Linked DNA regions of Mus musculus: region 2 is linked to region 1. A link is a contact called in public promoter capture Hi-C data. All regions are on one chromosome and are shown on one strand. Each heading gives the region's core, a stretch centred on a gene start, on an enhancer-like site or on the middle of the called end of the contact. The rest is flanking DNA. Distances are from core to core; before and after follow the strand shown. Region 1 holds the start of Adprh (ADP-ribosylarginine hydrolase). Region 2 holds the start of Parp9 (poly (ADP-ribose) polymerase family, member 9).

Region 1 (5,834 bases), core at 747-3,246:
TGGGACTCTATCACAGCCCAAAGCTCGACTCCAAAGCTTGTCTCCAGCTGTGTCGTGGTCTCTCGAGGAGTGGCCAGCCCATTAAAACCCACAGGTCAAGCCAGGCCTGCCATCTTCTCCATCACCTGATATTCGCTTTGGAAGATCTCTCTCTCTTTTGTGCGGAGAGTGACACTACAGCTAACTGTTTACAGATGAGGAAATGGAAGCTAAGTTTACATAATCAATAGGTACAGACCATGGAATCCGACCTAGTTCCCTGCCGCCAGAATGCTTCATATTACATGGTCTGGGCCCTGGCCTTAACTTTGGGCTCAGGTAAAGTGATAATGGAAAAACCCAGATGTGTAATGAGGGATGAATGAATGAATGAATGAATTTCCATAAAGTACATAGTGAGCACAACTTTGTGATTATTTTTATTATCCATCTACAACCAATTCTATAAGCAATTTTCCCTTTACCAGCAATATTTAAAAATTTTTAAATGATTTAGTTTTATTTACATATTCTAGTTTATATTCAGTTTTATTTACATACTCTAGTTTTTTGGCTTCACTGGTATCTGTGTGAGGGTGTTGGGCCCCCTGGAACTGGCTCTGTGAGCTGCCATGTGGGTGCTGGGAATTGAACCTGAGCCCCTCTGGAAGAACAGCCAGTGCTCTCAAACTGCTGAGCCATGTCTCCAGCCCCTTGTCTGTCTTCTATATGGTAAAAGTTCTATAGTGCCGGGCTGCAAATGCTATTCCCACCACAAATGAAATCCTTGCTAAAGCCCTGGCTTCCCGGTGTACACATTTTCTACTCTACTCAGGCCAGGGCTCCATGACACCCATTCCGTGTGGTGATTCAGTGTTCCACTGTCTGCCCCCTCCACGCACCCAGCCTCCCCATGAACAGGGGCAAACACTCTTAGGGGCAAAAAGACCTAGCTCACCCCTGCCCTCAGCCCAAGCTCTTCCCATCCACCTGTCTTTCTTCCTCTAACCGCCATTTTAGGTTTAGTTCAAGCCCAGGTACCTCCACCATCCATCTAGTCACACTGCTCAGGTCTAGGGCACAGGCCAGCAGAGACCTGGAGAAGCAGTTAAGGGTAAAGATCTGGCTTTTCCATGCTTGATCCTGATTACATGTGTGTGTGTGTGTGTGTGTGTGTGTGTGTGTGTGTTGTGTGTGTGTGGTGTTGTGTGTGTGTGTTTTATGTATAAATAACGGCTAGGAACTAGAGTTCTGTAGTCTCTTGTGTTAGCTCTGTGACCACTAACAATCCTCTCACGCTGGAGTTTCCCATCTGTTTCCCATCTGTGGGGGAGGAAGGCCTCGTTCTCCGAGGTCCTGTTTTGGCCCAGGTTTTCGAAGCCCTAGCTTTGTTAACCTCTGAGAACTAAGGACTAACGCCCCCACCTTCTCCTCCCAATGCTCCAGGTTCCCTTTTTGAGCTCTCCATGGAAGAGTGTGGGAACCTACGGAGGAAGTAGCCAGTATCTTTTCTCTTTGAAATTCCTTTTCACCTTGGCACATGCATCCATCCTGGCCCAGACCCACCCTTCAGAAGTCATTATTCCTTAACCCACTCTAAACGGGCACAGGTGACAAAGCCATCAAACTATACAATCAAAGCCGAAGTACACTTCGGGATTTCCCATTGGTTTCCTGGCCTGGGTAGAAAGAGGAATAGGGAGAGGGGATGAGGGGAGGGGAGGCCGCGATGCACTCAGGAAAGTCTTGGTGGCCACTTTGAGGACACTGGCCTAGCACCAGTCTGGAGGTGAGAGCGGGACCGAGCGGGTACTAAGGTCAGTAAGAGGAGAGTGGCTCGGGGACTCCTGGCTGTACCTGCTGAGGCGGAGCTGAGAGCGTGGGGCGGGATCGGGGTGGTCCAGAGCCGAGGGCAGGATTGCCCGAGCTGGAGGCGGGGTACCGGGCGCAGGAGTCCTGCTGTGGGCACCCAAGCCAAAAGCCGAACAGGGGCGGAGCCGCGGGCCGGGCGGGTCGCTGGCGCACAGCGGCTTCCGGCGGAGCTGCGTCCTCCCGCGTCCTCCGCACTGGACGGAAGGAGGAAGGGGCGGTGCTGGGGGCGCCCAAGCCTTGCGCATCAGCTCGGGAACCGCTCCGCGCTGCGTGTGGGCCGAGTGGAGTGGTGTCCGGCCAGCCTCGTGCTCGCCCTGCCAGGGTTCTGCCCTGCCAGGGTTCTGCCCCGCGGACCGTTGGACTCCCAGAGCCTGGTACCCACCGCCCAGAGCGGCTTGGGCTCACCGATTCTAACCCTAGTCCGTTCAGCCGTGGTTCTGCGTGCTCTCCACAGAAGGGTTTCAAACGGGAGCTTAGAGGGGAACTCTTAAGGTTCTTTCCCCTAAATTATGACTCTGGATTTGTTAAAACCCTAAGGTGGCAATGGCGGCGTTGAGCCCAGATGTCAGGTTCCGAGAATAAACGTGTGCCAGTGAACACTCCCCCGTACCCTCGACCCAGCTCGGTACAGCCTCGTCTCCGGAAAGGCACAAATCGGGCCTTGTGCTTAAATGGAGTATCTGCTTCTATACAGTGACCCTGACGCACATCAAAGATCCTGCTTTGACTCCTTAGACTTAAGATCAGAACATGTCTGCTCAAAAATTTCAGACCTACTCCCAAGAACTCACATCCCCTCTTCTATGTCTTCAAAACAGAAAAAAAGGAAAGACTTATCTGGGAAGGAAACTTGAACTGAACATTTAACATCTATTAATTTTGGCGTTGGTGACTCTATTCTTGTGTAAATAAATCTATTAATCACAATAATAAAGGAGGTGTTCACGTGGAGTTTAGGGACTTTTATTAAGCAAAAATAAATTGATAAGTCATAGGAAAGTTAATATATTTAATAAATGTGTGTGTGTTGCTTGGAAGGGTAAGCATCAAATTGCAAATAATTAGAAGAGGAACAAGAAGCTTTCCGAGTAAAGAGAGGAATGAAGGAAAATTAAATTTTGATTTATTTTTTGAGACTAGGCTGGTCTCAAACTCGTGATCCTCCTGCCTCTACCTTTAGAATGCTAGAATTTCAGTCTTACAACACCACACCTAGTTTATATCTTTTAGAATATTTTTTCTATATTATATCTAAAGATATTTTAGAGAAAAATAGAAACTAGATGTTACCCCTGATACATATATCAGTCTTTATGGTATGCATATGATTTTAAAACAATGGGGTCATTTTTTAAATAGAATTTTATATCCTTTCTTAAAAACTGGCTTTATCAACTACTAATGTGACTCCAAATGTCCACAAACATTAACACTTCCACAATAAGCCAACTTCTAGTTTGATACAATAAAAAGGGTGAGGCCCTGGGGTCCAGCTGCTCTCTCACCAGATCGCGGTTAAAACTGTTTTAAAAGAGAAAAGATTCACTGAGGATCAGAAAACAGAACAGTCCAAGACAGCTTTGACACTGCATAGACCCAAATGTGTTGAGTGCGGATGACACTGTAACACTATGAGTGTTCTGACTGATAAAGCTTAGGGACCGTGCACTAGCACCCCTGCACACTGACAGGAAGTAGTTCATATGCAGGGTGGGTTGGACTCTCTAACAGAGACTAACAGTGGAACAGCAGCAAGGGCCAAAGGAGAACAGAGCACAGGATAGACCAGAAAACTCCTCAGAATAATAAACGCAGAGAGTGCGGAAACTGGAAAGCCAGGGACGGAGACGTGGAAAGCCAAAAGCAGCTGCTATGTGGTCCATTCAGGAAGACTAAGATGATATCTGAGCAGCTAACTGTATGTCCTCTTGGCTGGACCACAGCACCCAGATTGTTCAAATCTTCCTCCAGATGGGAAGGTATTTTACAGCCGAGATTAGCTTTTATATCAATAAACATGAGGTACAGTGGATTATCCTCCATAATGTGGGCAGGCCTCATTGAATCACTTAAAGATCTTAAGAGAGAGGACTCCCCTCCCCCTGGAAAAAGAGAATTCTGCTAACTGACAGCCTTAGAGGTACAGAAGGAGACTCTACCTCGACACAATGGCAAAAGTAGAATGCACATGTCCTTAAAAATAGTTTACGTCATCAGACGGCACCTCCATGGGAGTATTTGTTCAACTCATCCCATTCTAGTGAGGAAACACAGACCAGTTAAGAGAGTTCCTTGGAGTTTGTGTGATCTGGTTATGCAAAAAGAATCAGGCCTGGGGCCCATAATTAGCCTTCCCATTCCCATACTGCCGCTTAGAAAAAAAAAATCACAAAATGACTTGCAGCTAAACACTGGTTATGTTAAAGGCACATAGCCTGATTTTTATATTCTATGTTCCTCCCCTTCCCCAGTAGTCTTAAGCATCTTGTAAATATAAAACTTGTAAAGAAAAATATCGGCATGGTGGTGGCACACACCTTTAATCTCAGCACTCGGGAGGCAAAGGCAGGCGGATTTCTGAGTTTGAGGCCAGCCTGGTCTACAAAGTGAGGTCCAGGACAGCCAAGGATATACAGAGAAACCCTGTCTCGAAAAACAAAACAAAACGAAGCAGGCAGTAATTACAGTGAATAAACGGGTGGGGGGAGGCTTGGTGACAGAGACACTTGATGAACTGGCAACTGAATGTTAGGAAAAGCTTAACCCTTCGAAGCAGAACAGAAAGACAGCAGGGGAAGTCCTTCTTGTTTGTCTCCACAGGCCAGGGCTTCCCAACCTTTGGTAGAGACCTGCCAGTACATTTTGAAATCTTCTCTGGTGACTTCCTAGCCAAGGGCTTCCGTTGCTGCATTCCCACTTTTGTTGGATTCCCCCACCAGACGGGCAGCCCTCCTGGCTCCCCAAACCCACTTCATTTCCCGAACTTGCAAAAGGCCTTCCATGCTCCAACCACAGCTACTCACTGAGGAACTTCACTGGCCACGGGGCTCTCACAGAGAACGCAGCCTTCAGGGGAGAACAAAAACAAGAACGGGGTGTTTGTCAGGTGATTTTTCTTCCACGGCCCCTGTGCCCCACGGCCTGCACTGATCAACCTGGACCCACCACTGTAAGTCCGCTCTCACTGCTGTCTCTAGAAGACTTCCGGACACACTGCAGTAGAGAAAATTCTAGAAGGAGACATTCAGCTGCCTTGTCCTTCCAACCTGTTCCTCCTCCCTCAGAGGTGTCAGTCCCTCACACCCTGGGTCTTGCTCTCTATCCTAAACTGCTCCCTGAAGGGAACCCCTGACGCTTCTTAGGGTGGGGTGCCTTTAAAGAACCAACAGGCCATCTGAGGAGCCGCCTGCCCCCAAAGAAATAAACATCTAAGGTTCTGTAGCAGTATGAACCCATTCCTCCCGCAGAGCCTTCCAGTGGCCAAATCCCTTCCCATATTCAAATGCTGGGGGTAGGAGGGGCGGGGGAGGGAAGGGACGGGGGGGGGGGGGCGCGGGTGTCTGTGCCTCCTCACAAGCTATGCTTAAAATACGGGGCTAGGACAGCAGACAAAGAGAGCATTCTGTGTAATTATATTGATATACAGTTCTAAATGTGCAAACCCCTCAATAGAAGACAAGGCGAAGCAGGAGACAGCAGGGGGCAATTTCAGACCCCATGGAAATGCTAGTGGTGATAGACAGGTGTTCACTATCTTCATTGGTGATGGCTTGTGTGTGTATCCAACTGAGTATTTTAAAGGTATAGTTCTCTCTCTCTCTCTCTCTCTCTCTCTCTCTCTCTCTCTCTCTCTCTCTCTCTCTCCCTCTCTCTCTCTCTCTGTTTTTCAAGACAAGGATTTTCTGTAGTTCTGGCTGTCTCAGAATTTACACTGTGGATCAAACTGGCTTCGAATTTAGAGATCTGCCTGCTTCTGCCTCTTG
Region 2 (5,907 bases), core at 2,475-4,974, 2.5 Mb before region 1:
CCAGAATCAGTCTTTCCCACACCTCCATCAGGACCACCTAGAATCTAGGATGTCATCCACCTAGCCCACTGCAGCCACTGACCTTGCATCCTGGCTTCTTCAATGCCTGGGCTTCAGTGCAGCAGCCAGAGCGATCCTTGACAAATACAATCTGGATCCTGCACCACCGGGGCCCCAAAACATCAGGCGAAGCTCCACAGCGGAAGTTCAAACCCTCAGCTCTGCCTTCACAGTACCCTTTCACGTGCCCAGCCTCTCACGTGCCTCTCTTGCTCACTGCCTGCTCCCTACTCTTGCCTCACTGAGACTTCTGAGTTCAAGACATCAATTCCTGGGAGGTCTGTGCATGCGTTTCCCTCAGCCTGGAATGTCCTAATTACAAAGCCACACAGCTTTTCTTACTTACTCTCTTTTCATTTATTCCTGATTTTTAGATGAAGCATCATTTGGATCTGTGTGTCTCTTCGTTTGCGCCCTATTTATGAGAGTGTTTCTGCCACTGTCACATATCTGCCTTTATTCTTCCTGCACTTGTTGCTGGAAAGACTTTTATTATAAATCTATTTACTATTCTTTGCTTCCCTTACTAGATAGCTAAGGGCCCTAAGAGCAGTCTGCAATGTGTCTGTGTCCCCAGCCCCTACAACACTGCCTGGCACACAGAAAATAGTCTCTATTTGGAAAACACATTTTTTTTTTTTTAAATAGCTGATGCACTCTTATCATTTAAGCCTCAGGCTAAATGTCACTTCATCAAGAAGTTCTCCCATTGTCCCCTTGCAAGCCCTCACCCTGCTCTTCTCTGAGACAAAACTCTGTTTTTAATTCTTGCATGTCTTAGTCTTGGAAGTACTTCTACTCAGCTCATTGCTTCCTGTCTGCACACCCAACACAGGCTGCATGAGGATGGGAATCTTGTCTCTGTGCCTCTGTAGTCCAGTGCCTAGACCAGTGCCTCGCCTGGAGCTAGCCCCTGGGACAAGGTTGTTAGACCAAAAAGGCAGAGGCGGTGACCACAGAAGCAGTTGTAGAAACAGTGCCAGCTTGTGGGTTCCCAAAGCTGTGAGACCAGGGGTGCCAGTCAGGAGCAAGAGTGAGGTCCAGATACGTTTGAACCTGAAAATCACATCTGGAGACCCGCAGACTCCAGGACTGCTTCCTCCTTGGTCGGAACCAGGATGTCCCAGTGCACAGGAGCCTTATGACCCCCACCTCCACCACTCGAGGCAGTCTTGTAGCCTGGTGGCTAGATCACAAGTTAAACTTCCTCTCTCCTTAAAAGGACATGTCCAGCAAGCAAGCACCTGGAATTCCTCTTCACACAAATAAAGCATTCCCCAGCATCTATGCCCCCAGCCAATGATGACACTCACCTCCGAAACCCCTACCCACTTCCGCAGGTTTATATAGCCCCTGTTCACCCCAATAAAGAGGGAGGTTTCCCTGAAAACCATGTCCAGAGAAGGCTGTTTCTCCCTAACTCAGGCTGGCTGAGATCTTGCTAATCCACCTGTACCAACTAAGCTTCATTCCTCCCTGTACAGTCCGGGGTGCACAAGGCTGCCCGAAAACACCGAGGGGAAGGGAGGAGCAGATGCCAGGGCAGCATCAGCTCCTCTGTCAACACTCACCTTTTGGACAACTGAGTCAACAGAGTTAGAAACGAGCCCGTCCTGGGGATGTATGTCATCACAAAGTGCTTCATCCAGAGACCCCGTCAAGGACGGAGGTCTGGAGCTTGGTGTCTCCACTGGCTGTGTCAAGGATGGGAGTCTGGGTCTCAGGTCCTCTACTGGCTTTTTAGTAGTTTCCAGGACAATGGTCACAGGTTTGTTATGGACCAACATCTCGTGTTCGCTCTTTTTCAACACTTTCTCCTTATCTTCAGGGGAGACATTAAACATACACATTCACACAGAAATAAGAGAGAATTTACATAGCTGATCCTCAGTATCCCTGTAGGTTGATTCTAGAAACGTCTGAGCATGCTACCTCCAGAGATGTCCCTAATAAGCTTAGGACTTTCACATAAGCTACCCATGTTCTCACATATGCTTTTTAGTTGTTCATTTTTTTGTTTTGTTTTATTTTTTGTTTTTGAGACCTTAGGTAGTCCTGGCTGTCCTGAAACTCCTGGTGTAGACCAGGGTGGCCTTGAACTCACAGAGATCTGCCTGCCCCTGCCTCCAGAGTGCTACAATTAAAGGCATGTGCCACTACTATAAATGCATTGGTTCGCCTTCCATAGACTTTATTTGAATAAACCATAGGGTATGGGACTGTTGTGTAAATTTTCTCAAGACTGAAACATTCCACCCTGCAAAGAAGTTCCTTAAGCAAGAAGGTAAACAACTCAAAATAGCTTCAGGAAATCCCAGAAACTGACCAGACTCATAGGCCCCTCCCTGAATGAATAAACAATAGAGACTGTTGGGAAGAGTCCTCCTGAGACTCCCAGAACAGAGCTGCTGTGAGGACTCATTAAAGGTCTGCATAGGAGACTCTTAGACAAAACAAGCTGTGAAGAAAACTTAAACCACCAGAGAAGCTGCCTGCAGGAAGTGAACTCTAAGCTCCACTTAGGAGGAAGTTTAGACCAACTGAGCCACCTGGAAAGAACACTCCCTAACCTATTGAGCTGCCTGTAGGTGTGCAGTGAGCTCCAGGTTCCCAGCTTTGTGAGCTGTCACCCATGCTAGGTGGGCTTTGGTGATGCAGTTGCCTTTGAGTCGTTTCCCATATTCCTGTAAGTAAATCCAATAACCAATACCAATGCAATAAGTAATGCATTGGTTCACCAAGTTGGCCCTTGGTGGTATCTGTTGTAGGCTCCTGGTCAAATGCATACAGAGGACCTGAACAGTTATTTCTGGCATTCTGGAATAGCAGGCTGGTGATAGGAGAAGCTAATCAGAACTCTAAAGAAGGGAGCTTAAGTTTTAGCATAGGAATATAATTTGGTTATTAGAAATCACATTTCTAGTCTGGGCATGCTGGTACACACTCACAATCTAGCACTTAAATGGTAGTGGTAGGGGTAGGGGTATTATGAGTTCAAGGCCAACCAATGGCACATGGCAAGATCCTGTCTCAAAGGGGTGGTGGTGGGGAAACCTATGTTTTGTAATGGTTTTGAATCTCTCATTTCAATGACATTGAATAATGGTTATTGTATAGTTAAATGGTGAAACCCCCGGCCCCCCAAAAGAAACAAGATCAAAAAGTTTAGAATGTATATTCATTTGCTGACTCTCAGAAAAGAATGCATGAAAATGCCCCCATTGAGGACATTAGTGTGGCACCACCTGCCTTTAATCCCAGTAGAGGAAGGAGGATCTCTGCGAGTTTGAGGTCAGCCTATGGAGCTAGTTCCAGGACAGACAAGGATACAAGGAATAACCCTGTCTCTAAAATCAACCAAACACACACACACACACACACACACACACACACACACACACACACACACCAAAAACCAAAACCAAAACCAAACCAAACCCCACCAAACTATCTTCAGATAATTTTTCTTTGACTTTCCTCTTTAAAGTCATATATTACTTTTGTAGTCCTTAAAAATAAGTCAACGGAATCTTTATTTACAACATTAAAATGGCTTGGAGTCGAGATCGGTGGTGGAGCACTTGCCTAGCGTGCACAAGGTTCTGGATTTCCTCCTCAATCCCAACCCCCACACTTTGTTTCTTCTCTCAACTGGGTCTGCTGGGAAATTCTCAGATGGAGTCGAACCGCGACCTCATCAGCGGCTGGACTCATACGAGGCTCTCTCCGCCACTGTGGGATGGAGGGAGTCTGTGGACCGCACTCTCCCACAGACAGAGAGCCACACTCGCGTGGGCTCTCGTCGGAAGCATGCAGGGATCGGTTTGGAAACCTGCTGGTTCTACCCTTGCACCCGAGCCTTGCCCTGTTTCCCCTGCCCCGGCTCACCTGCTTTTTTTAGGAACTTCACCTCGTAGGTGTCCGGGGCGCTGGGGCCCACGGGCTGGACAGAGCACTCCCCACCTCCCGAGGCCCGGCTCTGGAAGTATATCTCGAGCTTCCTGTGCGCCTTGGGGATGGACTCCCGCAGCCGTACGAGTAGCGGGGACGGCGGGTCGGGACTGGAAGCCATGGCTATCCGCGTCTGGCTCGTTTGGGGCTCAGGGGCGCTGCACAGACAGGGAAGAGCAAAGGCGAGCCCTGCCCTAAAGACCCGAGAGGCAAAGTTTCAGTTTCGATTCCCCAGAAGGTCCCTCCTTGTTCTCCGCAGAGCCGCCGCCTGTCTTGCTCTGCCATCTCTCAGAGCCATCACCCGGTGAGTAGTTCGCACGCTCGGCGGTGGGCGCTCAGAGGAAGTTTCCCTACGGTGGCAGGTCGCCCTTCTATTCTTGCAGGATCGGAAGTTTGGCGGGAACCCGGATCCCAGGTTCAGGCCTCTCAAGGGTGGAGCGGAATAGAGGGGTAAAGAGTTTCACCTGTTTGTACTTTTTGAAATGATTGTTGTAACTAGTATTTACTGAGATGCGGTTCTGATTTCAAGTGGAGAGAGTTTACCTGCTTGGTGACCTGTACTTTTCCTGTTAGCTGGGCACCTTAGGGATTTTCTGCTCGAGGGCCTTAAGTTAGCGAATAGCACAGATCGGCTTGCTTCCCTGAGTCCCTAGAGAGGGAGGTAACGAGGAACTGAGCACAGAAGCAGTCAGTACCTGTGAACAAAGCAAAAGCCAAAGAGCAGGTTTCAAGAGGTATCTTAAGGGGTTGGGGGAGGGGAGGAAAGTATTCTAGGCTGGGACAGCAGTAGCCTAAAGTCCAGAGGGCTGGGTTCCAGGCCAGGGAGAGGAAGAGGAAGGGTCTGTAAGATCTATAGCGTCAACAGAAATAAAGTGGGGATTATGTGTGTTAATTCTAAAGGTTAACACCATAGTTTAGCTCATAGGTGATGGTTAATCTTGGTTGTCATTTTGACTGCGTCTGGAATCAGCTAAAACCCCAGCTAGCTGGGTAGTGCTTGTGAGCGATTTTCTTGATTGGGTCTTTTGAGACTGGAAGACCCGCCCTAAATCTGGGTCACGCGTCCTGGTAGCAGCCTATATAAAAGGACAAGGAAAAAGGAAGTTTTGCTTTTGGCCTGCTTGCCTCAAGACAGACAAGTGCACCCCAAAGCAACCTCTCAGCTGCAGCCTCCAAGGAACCTTAGAGGTCTTTCTTGTGTGAAAGCAATACTGCCCTCTGCAGGCTCCCCGGATCCTGTCCGGCCAGTTTGGGGTTAGTATTCGAGTGACTCCTGGATGGGCATGGCCAGCTGTGCTCTCGTGTTGTACAGTGTTTTTCTACTGCAAAGACATTACAGATCATCCCAGAGACTATTGTAAGTGTTAGTCATGAGTCTAACATTTCATAATTTTAGTTTTTAGGCTACTAGGTTAAAATCATGAGAAAGTGCGATTTCCCAGAGCTTCAGATTTTTATCCAGACATCCTTAGGTCAGAGTTGTTTATCACAGATTCAGAACACAGCCCGTGCAGGTTCAAGCAGTTTCCTCAGTCTTCACACGCCCGGTGGGACGCACCACTGTTGAGAAGGCTGCTCCTTAGGTGGTTTGCCTGGTCTCAGCACTTTGTTACCATTTTCTAAGTGTACCAACACCTTCAAGACCTCACTTCTGTAAAGCGTTTCCTATTCCAGCCCCTCCAGCCCCCCCCCCCCCCACTCCAACTAAAATTCCCTGAAGGTAAACAGTATTAATGCTATAATCACATGGTCATCCTCACCATTGACATGAAAAACTCTAAACAGCAGAATTTTCTTTCAGGTCTCCTATGGTTTATTTCTTCTTCTTCTTCTTCTTCTTCTTCTTCTTCTTCTTCTTCTTCTTCTTCTTCTTCTCCTTCTCCTTCTCCTTCTCCT

What was found. Promoter capture Hi-C pulls out the DNA fragments that hold promoters and counts their contacts.
Region 2: a contact with region 1 is called in a promoter capture Hi-C map of pre-B cells, with 3 times the contacts expected there. The contact joins the promoter of Parp9 here to the promoter of Adprh in region 1. A contact is called at or near these places in 3 of 39 promoter capture datasets (liver and pre-B cells) and 2 of 115 datasets of contacts at active chromatin or transcription factors (bone marrow-derived dendritic cells and large pre-B cells).

What each region holds. Positions count from the first base shown.
Region 1 is chr16:38,450,693-38,456,526 of GRCm38.p6, forward strand. It overlaps Adprh (ADP-ribosylarginine hydrolase), which reads right to left and starts at 1,997. Exons shown (of 4, transcript NM_007414.3): 1 at 1,837-1,997.
Region 2 is chr16:35,934,746-35,940,652 of GRCm38.p6, forward strand. It overlaps Parp9 (poly (ADP-ribose) polymerase family, member 9), which reads left to right and starts at 3,725. Exons shown (of 11, transcript NM_030253.3): 1 at 3,725-4,315. It overlaps Dtx3l (deltex 3-like, E3 ubiquitin ligase), which reads right to left and starts at 4,282. Exons shown (of 5, transcript NM_001013371.2): 1 at 3,949-4,282; 2 at 1,632-1,882. The coding sequence starts at 4,132.